Linked DNA regions of Bombyx mori: region 2 is linked to region 1. A link is a contact called in public Hi-C data. All regions are on one chromosome and are shown on one strand. The core of a region is the stretch at or near the end of the contact, and the rest is flanking DNA. Distances in the headings are between cores, read along the strand shown.

Region 1 (6,183 bases), core at 452-2,951:
TGTTCGGGTCGTTGAACCGGATCCAAGAAATAGCTTGGCCCCTTGTTACCAGGGAATTTAGCAAACGTTCGAAATTTTCAAATTAAAATGTAAATACATATATGCATAAACAATCTCGTGTAATCAAACGTGATGAACGATATGATTTTAAGATGTTTGTTTTTAATTGACTCACAACATCCTGAAGCAAAAAATATTTATATAGGTAATCATTTATCAATTAATTGGGAATGACGCGTATAATACTGTTGGAAGTTTGCACGAGCGGCTCGTTACCATCTTGCATATTTCTGTCGTCTTACAATGTTGCGTTATGGTTAGCACATCTGCTATACTGTCTCTTATAATGTTCCAACATGACTTCATACATTTGATGATGTCTATGTACTCGTGGAATATCTTAGGACAAAGTGCATAATGAACTGTAGAGTTCGTGCAATAGAAACACAATACTGGTGGTAGAAGCTCTTGTGAGTCCGCGCGGGTAGGTACCACCACCCCGCCTATTTCTGCCGTGAAGCAGTAATGCGTTTCGGTTTGAAGGGTGGGGCAACCGTTGTAACTATACTTGAGACCTTAGAACTTATATCTCAAGGTGGATGGCGCATCTACGTTGTAGATATCTATGGGCTCAGTAACCACTTAACACCAGGTGGGCTGTGAGCTCGTCCACTCATCTAAGTAATAAAAAAACAATATCGGACTAAAGTCTGACCAGCTAATAATCAGATACGGATATGGACAGGACACTCTTTAGTTACTCGCATCACTTACTCGACATTCGTCTGTAGTCTAGAGCGTAGTTATTTTGTCATTTTCAATTTCCTACTATATTTTATCGTCACTAGCCTACGAGTACCATCCCTATAGAAGGTTGATTCGTCATAATCAAAAGTCATTTGAACAAATATTCATTTTATGGTTTTAAGGGTAAAAAGATGTAGGTACAAATTGTGATATTATTTTTTTAAGTCTGATCGGGGTCGGGTCACGGACGGAAGTCCAGTCCCGACCCCGTGCTCGGCGGATTTCTACGTAGTGAGGAGAGCTTTGCCTCACTCGCCCCGCCGCCTCCTTCTGCGAGTGCACCATCTCGCAGAAGCGTAGCCTTTCAGGACTCGTCGCCGCCAAGCACCGATGCCACTACGCCAGACAGCGACCAGTCCGGTCCCATCTTTGCGACCAGAACACGGCGCTGCACCTCCCAAGCGGGGCAGACAGCGAGCGTATGCTCCGCCGTGTCCAGGTCGTATCTACAATGGTGACACCTCGTCGTCGGCTCAGCTCCTATCCGGTGCAGGTACTTCCCGAAGCATCCGTGCCTGGTCAGCATCTGCACCAGACAAAAGGTGAGGCGTCCTTTGCCACTATTCATCCAGTCATCAAAGACCGGGTAAGCCACCTCCACGGTCTGTAAGCCCCACGTGGGGTTGGCCAACCGCTTCGACCACGACCACTGCCGAGAATGGGCCTTCCTTGCCCGCAATTCACTATTGGGGAGACGCGCCACTCCCAGAGCACGAAGCTCGCTGCGCCACCGATAATCAGCGAGCGACTCCACCTCCAGCTCCCATGGTGGCGTCCCCGCCAACACACACGCCGCCTGAAGGAGACGGTGCGATATCCAGGGATGACCCTGATAGCAACGGTGTGCTGCGGCCGGCGCAGGAACCGAGCCATAGCGGCCCGGTTGCGCGGCTCAGCCCATACAGGGGCACCGTACAGGGCCATCGATCGCACCACCCCCTCGTAGAGGCGGCGCACAACCTGACCCGGCTCTCCAACATTCGGGAGCAGTCGGCTCAAAGAACCGGCCGTCCTCATCAATCGAGGGATCAGCTCCGCAAAGTGAGCACGAAAAGCCCACCGGCTGTCCAAGACGAGGTCGAGGTACCTCAACTGCACCCCAACCCCTATCCGGATGCCTCTAGCCACGATGTGGGCGTCGACAGGGGGCGCTTTCCGGGGCCCTCGAAACCCCAGAGACTCGAAGGTAGTACCTACCGTTTCGGTTTCAAAATACCAACATAACATTACTAAAAAATTAAATTTAGCAGCCTCGTAAATTCGTCTAAGCAACAACTAAAACGATTAAGCGCGGTGTGTTTTAGGACAAAAACATATTTAATAGTTTATTGGTAAAGATTGTTTAACGAATGTCGTGTGTTTGCGAGAATACACCCACACAGCTACAAGAAAATCATGTGATTCGCATAATGGCACGTAAAATAAACCAACCGGTTCGAGATACCAATAAAATTGTCTTTGGCTTACGTAATCTAGCGGACGTGAGGTTAAGCATTGTTCACAAGAATCGCTTCGAATAAATAAAGAATACAAGATTACGAAGTTTTTTATTTTGTTAATGAAATTTTTTTCTTCTTCTTCTTTATTCTTTATTGTACACACAGTTAATATTACAATAATTGCGTAAGATATAAAAAATGGCGAGCTTAACTCAACAATTGAGTTTTCTACCATTATTTATTTTCTATTTTTTTCTTTATTACGCATCTTATGATTAGCGCTCGGGAAATTCGTAGTGTTGTTGAATTTAGTAGTACCAGGGACTGTTGTTGTAGGAATATGACGGAAACATATCAGATTCGAGTAGGTACTAGCTCTTCTGTTTTTGTAAAATTGTAATCTAAGACCGTTTAAAGTTTTCAATGCGACTAGCTATTCCACAGACAGATAGCTGTAAAATGTAACTCAAAGTTGAATATAAAATTTCTATTTCAACATAACAAAAACGTCTTGCATTATGTTTAATGACGAACGAATGTAATATTCATAAACAGATTGGACATCAAATTACATATTTTAGGTAAACAACAATAAATCTTGTGTTTTCAATGATTGTGAACACTCACTAAGGACGATTGCAGCGATCTTGTAAGTCACATGACTAGGTACCTAATCGAAATCCGCCAGAATGAAATGATTCACCGAAACTCGTTTAGGAATTTGTTTTTGCATCTATTAGATACGAAATACGAAGATCCTTTGTTAGCTTTATTAATTGAGGATAAGAATGTGTACTGAAATTATGAATTTTAATTTTACGTAGGTATTGTAATTATATCCACTACAAATAATTTAACTGTGTAATAAAAATACCAAGAGGATGTTAATGATCGTTCAGGTTCTTACTAATCAATAGATAAATGTGCGTTCTCGACCTTCAAGGGTTTTGGTTGTTACTGCCGAATCATCGTAGTGGATCTTCCTACCTATCTTAAATACTGGTGGTAGGACCTCTTATGAGTCCGCACGGGCAGGTACCACCACCCTGCCTATTTCTACCGTGAAACAGCCAATGCGTTTCGGCTTGAAACGCATTGCTGATATTTTAGCCGATAGCATACTCTTTTTCTTCTTTATTTCCTATTACCCTCTGCTGGGGTGTAGGGCTCGGATCAAATCCTTCCATTTACATCGATAGCATACAGACAATGAAATATTGTTCCAATGCAGTAAAATTATAGTTCTTCGTATTCATTTTCCTCTGCGCTACTGAAAGCAGAGTTGTTTATTCAATAAGCTGCACACTTTTAATTCTGAAACTTTAAATAAGATATTCACGTGCAGTCTAAGTCTGCGGTGTTGTACTAAATACGCTATCATATTATCAAAGACACGTTTACGACTAGACAGATAACAATTGTTCGTGTCGTGAAATGTCTTTGTTTTGTTCTTATTTGTAGAAATTGCCTCGTTATTTAAATGTTTATTTGTAACAGAATATACCTGTTTGGGAATCCCATAAAGATATTATCAATTTGTTTCATATCCTGTGAAGCCGTATTACTGTTACGGAATTCCCGACAATATAAATTCTATATTATGTTGAGAGATTCAGATGTTCTAAACGAATTTCCTGTTCAATTTTCAAATCGTGTTCTAAGAATGTTGATTTTTTTGTGAGGATCCGAATTGACGGGTGTTATTAAATTGTTTATTAGGTACTTTAAAAAAAATAATACATGATTTAGTTACATGTCTTTTTAATGTTTATTTTTTGTAAGTTTTTTTGATTTTGTTAGTAAGCGTAAAGCCATCGATGTTTCTTGCAAATGTAAATAGAATTCAAAGAGAAACGGTCTCGAACAAAGCGAGCGCCCTTTACGTCAGGCTTGGTGGGGGCTCGTAAACACGTCAAGTAGTAGGCGAAAGTGATCTTCCGCAACCACACCGGGCGAAGCATGTGACTCGGCTCATGTGACCAGCGCGACCGCGACGTCTGGAGAAGGGGCGCTCCCGCCAACTGACAATGCCTTGCGAAAACGAGCACAGTACAGATTCGATGCAGTTGCGTCAATTTATTCCGTTTGTACAAAAACAAATTTTACGCCCAACAAGCTTGGTTAACGCTCGGTTACAGAGAATGTCAGAATATTTATTTTTATTTTTTATTGCTTAGATGGGTGGACGAGCTCACAGCCCACCTGATGTTAAGTGGTTACTGGAGCCCATAGACATCTACAAAGTAAATGCGCCACCCACCTTGAGATATAAGCTCTAAGGTCTCAGTATAGTTACAACGGCTGTCCCACCCTTCGAATCGAAACGCATTACTGCTTCACGGCCGAAATAGGCGGGGTGGTGGTACCTACTCGTGCGGACTCAGAGAAGTCCTACCACCAGTATAATTCATCTAGTTCATCATACTAGTTACCTCTTTACTAACATAAGGTTCTATCGTACTTTTTAGTTTGCAATACCGTATGGCTGTTAAGTGATATAGATAACAATCATTAAATTATTTCAACAATTTAATTGGAACGGCTTAAAACGTATGTTTACGAATAATTAAGATTTGGTCGCAACATTATGAACGAATTCTCATAGCGTCCAATCTGAGGATACTTTTACAATTTTTTACATTATTATTATTTATTACACTACATTTTTTACACCCCTTGTTTTAATCTTACTTTCAATCAATATTTAGTAAAGAGTCTCTTAATGTAGATCGAAGTAAGCTGACTCCAATTCAGGGATCTTTAGATCGGATATATGATATGACTATAGAAGATAACCGTAAAATCTTTCAAAATTAATTGGTAGTTGATTTACTAAATTACTCGAAACTGTGGCTACACGTAAACTAGGCTACGCGGGTTACGTTCACATTACGTAGTATTTTGTATTGCTGGCATGTGTTTTTATTGACATTATAAAAGAGATTGCACAAAGAAGACCGTGCTGGTATTCTTTGACGTCCTTTCTAAGAATTCATTACAATTAGTTCCTGTATGATATTTTTAATTAAACAAAAGTATTGCGATGTTTATTAGACCTATATATTGGAGCTTCCAAAATAACAAGACAGTGTTTTTTTTTTTTTTTTTAATAATCACACCTAAACTTTTCTATCAGCTGCCATGACGTAAGAGCAATATCAATAATTGCACTGAATTACAAGCAGCACGTTGGAATATGAATTTCTAAAAAAGCTCTTAATACTATTGCCATTCTTTCATTGTATTATTACTGTCCAAATACCTTATCTTGACTACCGATAGCGTGTTTTGAGCTCGTAATAAAGATAGGATCACTGCTAATCCGATGAAATCAGGAGTTCAACTTAAACTCTCAATTCAAGGCGGAATCCAGACGTGGTGTTCTTTGGGTTTAGTTAAACATTCAACACTGATTTCAGTTTTGATCGTCAATTACCATATCACCTATGATAAAATATCGCGAGAGAGCGGCTCTATCGGTCAATCAATTTGTTTCATTTCTTTTTTATTGTGTTCGTAATTATCAAAAATTTTATATATGAAATTCCACGGGATATTTAATCCAATCAACGATAATACTCAGCGAAGTGTGATAGGGTTTACTAGCAGTGTATATTATAAAAAAATGATTGATGACGTCACTGAGCGAAGAGATCCGCTTAGACAGAGAAAAAAGATTGAATGTCATTCTAGAAGTAATAGTGTTCTGTGTTCGTGACGTGTTTCAACAGGATAAGCGCGTCATGAGTCGAGTGTAACGAGTTTTTTTACCTTCGCAAACGCTTCAAACTTCCAGTTAGACTACAATTTAACGGCCGTCTGGTGTAGTGGTAAGTGACATGGTCACTACACAAGGGGGTCGCGGGTTCGAATCCCGCCAAGGGAGGATATTTGTATGATAAATATAAATATCTTTTCCAGGGTTATGGATGTGTAT
Region 2 (6,244 bases), core at 3,510-6,009, 44 kb after region 1:
TGGGGCCCTGAAGCAAAGAAATTTTTAACAGAAATCTCCAAACGCTTGAAGGAGGTTACACATGATGCTAAGGCTGGCTGGTACTTTGCACAGAGAGTGAGTCTGGCTGTCCAACGAGGCAACGTAGCCAGTATCTTGGGGACTGTGCCTCCTTCAAGCGCGTTGGAAGATCTGTTCTACTGTGTGGGTTGAGTTATGTTAAATTATTTTGATTTGACTTTTTGTTAATAAAAAATAAATATAAATAAATGTAGTCTAAGTTAAATTATTAATTTAAATATCTTTAAAATAGTGCTGTGTGTCTTTAGCTTATAAAGGTGCTTAAATGCTTTCTTTTTTTATAAAGAAAGAAAATAACATATCCATTTCAAGTTCTAGATAAATTTTAAAATTGGAAAATAAAGTTTTTTTTTTTTAATTACGCGTGTAAGCTTACCGTATCTGATATTTGATAATGGTTGTTCGTAATTTATGAGTTCGGGAATGCTTTATCCGATAGATATGGAATTTGATACATTTGTTGGCATTTAGGGACAGTTTTCATCAGCGCAAGATAACGAAGTTTATCATAATGGACATGAGCCGAGTCTCGTTATTAAAACAAGATTTACAAATAATTGGAGCATAATAAAAAAAAATTTTATTGCCTAGATGTTTTGACGAGCTCACAGCCCACCTAGTGTTAAGTGGTTACTGGAACCCTTACACATCTACAACGTAAATGCGCCACACACCTTGAGATATAAGTTCTAAGGTCTCAGTATAGTTACAACGCTGCCCCACCCTTCAAACCGAAACGCATTACTGCTTAACGGCAGAAATAGGTGGGGCGGTGATACCTACCCGTGCGTACTCACAAATGGTCCTACCACCAGTAATTACGCAAATTATAATTTTGCGGGTTTGATTTTTATTACACGATGTTATTCCTTCACCGTGGAAGTCAATTGTCAAAAGTAAAGCAGGAAGTATTTAAAATACATAAAATGAAAAAAATAAACACTTGCTTTTACTTTAAAAGCAAATAATTTGACGAAGCATGACTATTGAAATTGAAGAATGGTATAAACCAGACATTACAAACAATTCGTTCACGAAATTGTATTATTATTTAAATGTGTTATTATATTTTATACGAATCTATTATATTAAAAAGGAAATGAACGTTATAGTATAGTATTTTATTCGCATAAATATGTGAACGGTCTGCGTGTCTACCTGACGTTAAGTGGTAAGCGGAATGAACATCACGAGATGAGGTTGAAATCTTAGTTGTATTGTATCTAGGCGCGGGTAGGTACCACCACCCTGCCTGTTTCTGCCGTGAAGCAGCAATGCGTTTCGGCTTGAAGGGTGGGACAGCCGTACTAACTATACGGAGACCTTAGAACTAACATCACAAGGTGGGTGGCGCAATTACGTTGTAGATGTCTATGGGCTCCAGTAACCACTTAACACCAGGTGAGCTGTGAGTTCGTCCACCCATCCAAGCAAAAAATAATAATTCAAAAAACACTTGTGTAGTTTGAGTTGGCATTAAACATCCGAACGTGTGACATTGATGACATTTATTATTATTGACGGTGTTATGAGGGTGACCAAGTTTAGACGAACCTGTGTATATACTCCCGAACTGTGTTGCTACACCGCTGGCGTGGTTCACAGCACTTCTCGAAAACGAACCCGTTATCGGCATTGCGCCAACAAACGAACCAAAAATATTCGCAAACGATATGGTTATCAGTTCTTGGGTCGCGTCTATCGAGTCTCCGCTTGCTGGAACATATTACATAGTTACATAGTGACCTGGATTCTAGTCCTTTGAGCGGAATCTTGAATAACAATATTTGAAATGGGAAGTAAAAATGAAAAAATTTAGATGACTAATATGAAATTGTTTTTGGGATAAAATTAAATAATGATAATTCAACCATAGAGTTCAACCATATGTATTTAGTCCAGCGATTTTGTATCTTGATACTAAAAGCATAAAAAGCAACTATTGTTGCACGTATAATTCAGAAGAATCACTTGACACATCGCGATACATCCAAGAAATCCAATTAATGTTTTCGCATCCGTCAATTTCTTTTTTCCTACCTAAGCCTGATGGCTGATCTCGACGTTGCTAACACTAACCCTAGCAAGAGCAGTGCTTCCCAAAATCTAGCACCGGATCGGAAACGCGACCCACTGAGCAGATCCGGCAAGAAACTCAGTGCGCTCACCAATCAAATGATAGTTACATAAAAGGGGTATTGTAAATATTACCGAAAAAGTAGACCGGCGATTTCTAGAATGATACCTCTCAAAAAAATTCGAAAAGCATTAGTTTACTAATTACATACTACGTAATTGCAATTAAAAAAAAACTGAAGTGTAAAATTACCGATCTGGGGGGAATACTGGCGACTGCCACCTATTTTGCGTTACATTGCGTGTCAATGTGATATTAATTAAATCGACAATTATTTCGTTCCGGTTACGGCTTCAGGGACAGTCTGCCTACTTGTATGTTTAGTTGGTAGGCATATCCAATGTTGATACATTGTTAACAGTCTGTCAACTGTGAATAATCGCCAACGAGTACTTCACGTGAGTGTGATGTCAGAAAAAAATAATCACTACCAATCCCGAACACCAAACTAGCTTTAGAAGCTTGTTATCGTTCAGATCACGAACACGATGTATGGTATTTGCTTAACTAATATGAAGAATTCGATAGGAAAATACATTAATGATACGGACTACTATAGGCTTCGATCATTGGGAATGTATTCAATGTGACTCGAAGTGCTTGTCTCGGATCTGCTCTTATCCTCTGAGATTATTTTTTTCTAAAACAAAAGTTCTCGAATGTACGATTTCTTAAATATACGATTTCTTAAATAAAATCGACGCTTGAAAGTCAAACGTGACTAAGCGACAATGCGTGAACTTTACAGTAGACTAATTTAAAGTTGAAAAACCAAAAACTAAATTTATTTTAACGAATCTAGCTACAGCTACTACAGTAGAATCTAGCTAGTAGCTGTAGGATTGAAATGATTTTAATATACCTAGAAATATATATTTTTTGCGCATCGAATATGGTTATTGCCTATCATTTATGTACAAAGCAGTTATTGTCGCTTAGTCACGTTTGCCTTTCAAGCGTCGATATGTATTTTACGCTAATTTCAATGTAAATTACTTCATGGAAATACGTGCAATAGCGGAAGCTTCATCCACGTTTTACCTATAATTAACAAAGGCACAAGGACCTGCGACTCACTGTAGTTCGATGATACGAGAATTAGCAGCGGTACTAACTATCAATTTTTATTAAGTTTCTTTAACTTTGCATTAGATGCGACATAAATTAGCTTGTTATCGATATAAAAAATAACTTAATATAGTTGTTGACTCACCAAAAGCTTTAGCAATAGCCACATTGCCCAATACCGCTATGATAGGAACTAAAACTATGGAAGAACCGAGATCGGAGCACATTTCTATGAAGGTGACATTTTTGCCGCCGTATTCCGTGCTGAACGGCGGTAGCTTGAACGAGGGAAGGCCTTCTCTGAAAAAAAAAATCACAATTTCACCGTATAAATACTAACATAAAGGTCACCATGACTTAGGGTTCAAAGGTCGTAGCTCATACAGGCTCTCCTGCTACTACGGATTAGTGCTCTCTAAAACTTAGTACACCACACGAACACCTCGGAGTAGCAAATTGCCATCAGTTCCCGTAATACAAAACAACTTAGATTTGAAACGGACGCCACAAAATTCAATATATCACAAATAAGGGGGCACGTACATTAATCACGTGAGGCATTTTTGTAAATTTTTCGATGAATTTTCCCCCCCCCTCTCGATGAATTTTCGTAAGATTTTCCTCAATTCTCTCCCTCCGCACCTGCTTTCTCCATATTCATTCTTTTCAAAAATTCTTCTTCTTCAAAATTTATGTTTTGCCTGTAGGCATGTTGGATTATTGAGAAAAAAAAACATAACTTGTTCTATTACTTTTATTGAAGACTAGAAAAGATTAGTATTTGTGAATATTACTGTAATATAAAATCACAATCATAAAATTAAATAACGACGTTTGTCGAACACATGTCGATACAGCTGGTCGATAGTGCTTAGACGATCGAGCGATACTTTGCTGATCTGTGGGGTTCGGACGAATACGACAAGCACTATTATGTCAGATTTGGCCATTATTATTCTAGATATAAATTTTCACGCAATTTTACACGGTTTTCTGAAAGATTTTTTACGTGATATTAGCTAAGACTCCCCCTTCCATTTAAGTGAGATTTGGAAAGATTTAGCTTTCCCCCTCCTGACTTCCTCAACCCCCCTCAACACCTCACGTAATTAATGGACGCCCCCTAATGAATATCATTATTTTTCAGCTGCAGATATCTGTGTATTAATTGTAAATTTGTTGTAGATTGTACTTAATTAATTGTAAATTTGTAATTTTAAATGTTAATAATATGTATTATAATATTAACCATTTACTTGGGAAGTGTTTCTTTCCTTCTTAATTTAGTATCTTACTCTAATAGTTTATGGCGCTATTTTTTAATCTTTCCACTTGCTACTATGGCGCCACCTTCGTAGGATCCGTTTCGGCGGACACTTTTTAATACACTGAGATTCCTCCTTACTTCTATCCTCCATAACTGTACACTATTCGTTCTCATGAAGTCGGTCGTAAAAGCACACAGTTTTGATTTGTATAGTATTTTTCACAATTAATTACTATACTGTTATCTTAATTGCCGACCTAAAGCGAATGTCGAATGCGATTGCGACCTCCCGATATAAAGATTGGTTAAATGTTGATGTAATAATATATGAGTTAGTGATAAAATGTTGTGAAATTAATTCTCTCAAATATCGCGATAATCTAAAGTTTATCAGAAGGTCAAAGATCTAACCGAAATCGTATTTTCGGTGGATGTTTTTAACGGCAGAGCTGCCGAACAACAATAATAAAAAAGGCGAAAAAACAAACAATTGCCTCTGCAATTGGTTCATTTTTAATGCGGAAATTGAAACAAAAAATTAACATATCGATGGGGTAAAAGGCTATTTGGTTTAAGTGTCATTTTTGAAGCCTTACAGCCATTTAAACTTTAAAATTTGGAAAAAATATCGTAACAAAGAAACATTTTCAGCTATTTCAATGGAGTTGTTTCGGACAGTGGACTGCATCTTGTGTGGTTGGTTAGCTTCGATAAAATTTGATTTAGAAAGAAGGCTTTTTATTTCTCTTGGTACACAATACAACACACATGCTAAGTACGATCAGATATTTTGTACAACTACAAGGACTTGTTGCCACAACAGAAACAATTATATATAAAATGTTTATGATTTTCCTAATAAGCTTAACTAAAGTTCCTGGCTGGGACGTCGCCTTGGGTTCTGGAAGCGGAGGCGCTCGCTGCTGACTGTCAGTGGTGGGCTGTCCTTCGTGCCCGGGGCGTGGCGCGTCCCAGCCCCAGTGTGGTCAGAGCGCGGAGGGCCTAATCTCGGCGGTCCATGCTGGAGTCATGGTCCAAACACCTGGCTGATCTTTCGGCTGGTCGTAGGACCGTTGAGGCGATTCGCCCGGTCCTTGTGGACTGGGTGAATCGTGACAGAGGACGTCTCACTTTCCGGCTCACGCAGGTGCTCACTGGGCATGGTTGTTTCGGCAAGTTCCTGCACCGGATCACAACCGAGCCGACGGCAGAGTGCCACATTGTGGTTGCGACTTGGACACGGCAGAGCATACGCTCGCCGCCTGCCCCGCATGGGAGGGGTGGCGCCGTGTCCTCGTCGCAAAAATAGGAAACGACTTGTCGTTGCCGAGTGTTGTGGCATCGACCCTCGACGACGACGAGTCGTGGAAGGCGATGTTCGACTTCTGGGAGTGCATCATCTCGAAGAAGGAGGCGGCGGGGCGCGTGAGAGACGCACAATCCCGCCGCCGTCGAGCGGGGGCCAAGGAGGCGGATCTCGCCCAAGCCCTGGCCCTTTAAGTGTTTCCTCCTGACCAAAAAAAAAACTGAAGTTCAACTAAAAACATCGTACTTTCGATGCTAATACCAAATAAAACGCACCTTTAATTACAAACATAAATATCGCGTATTAAGTGAAATGTCGCTTAAACCAAATACCCATTCCCCACTCGATAACATTTTTCAGCTGCGAATATTTTTTGTATTGAACATTAAATTATGAGGCGTGAAAA

Evidence for each region. Hi-C and Micro-C count contacts between places; a contact is called where the count stands out from the background.
Region 2: a Hi-C map of whole pupa shows a contact between it and region 1, with 4 times the contacts expected there. The contact joins two enhancer-like sites. A contact is called at or near these places in 2 of 7 Hi-C or Micro-C datasets (middle silk gland and whole pupa).

What each region holds. Positions count from the first base shown.
Region 1 is chr17:9,407,615-9,413,797 of ASM3026992v2, forward strand. The region is part of intron 1 of LOC101743051 (zinc finger protein hangover); the gene reads left to right. Among protein-coding and RNA genes, the nearest start is that of LOC101742755, 21 kb to the left of the region's middle. Within about 2 kb of position 1,702, at least 1 of the 8 cell types and tissues checked has open chromatin away from gene starts, as enhancers often do.
Region 2 is chr17:9,448,537-9,454,780 of ASM3026992v2, forward strand. LOC101738233 (sodium-independent sulfate anion transporter) reads right to left here. Exons shown (of 13, transcript XM_004932418.5): 7 at 3,411-3,565; 8 at 1,615-1,776. Among protein-coding and RNA genes, the nearest start is that of LOC134200455, 29 kb to the right of the region's middle. Within about 2 kb of position 4,760, at least 1 of the 8 cell types and tissues checked has open chromatin away from gene starts, as enhancers often do.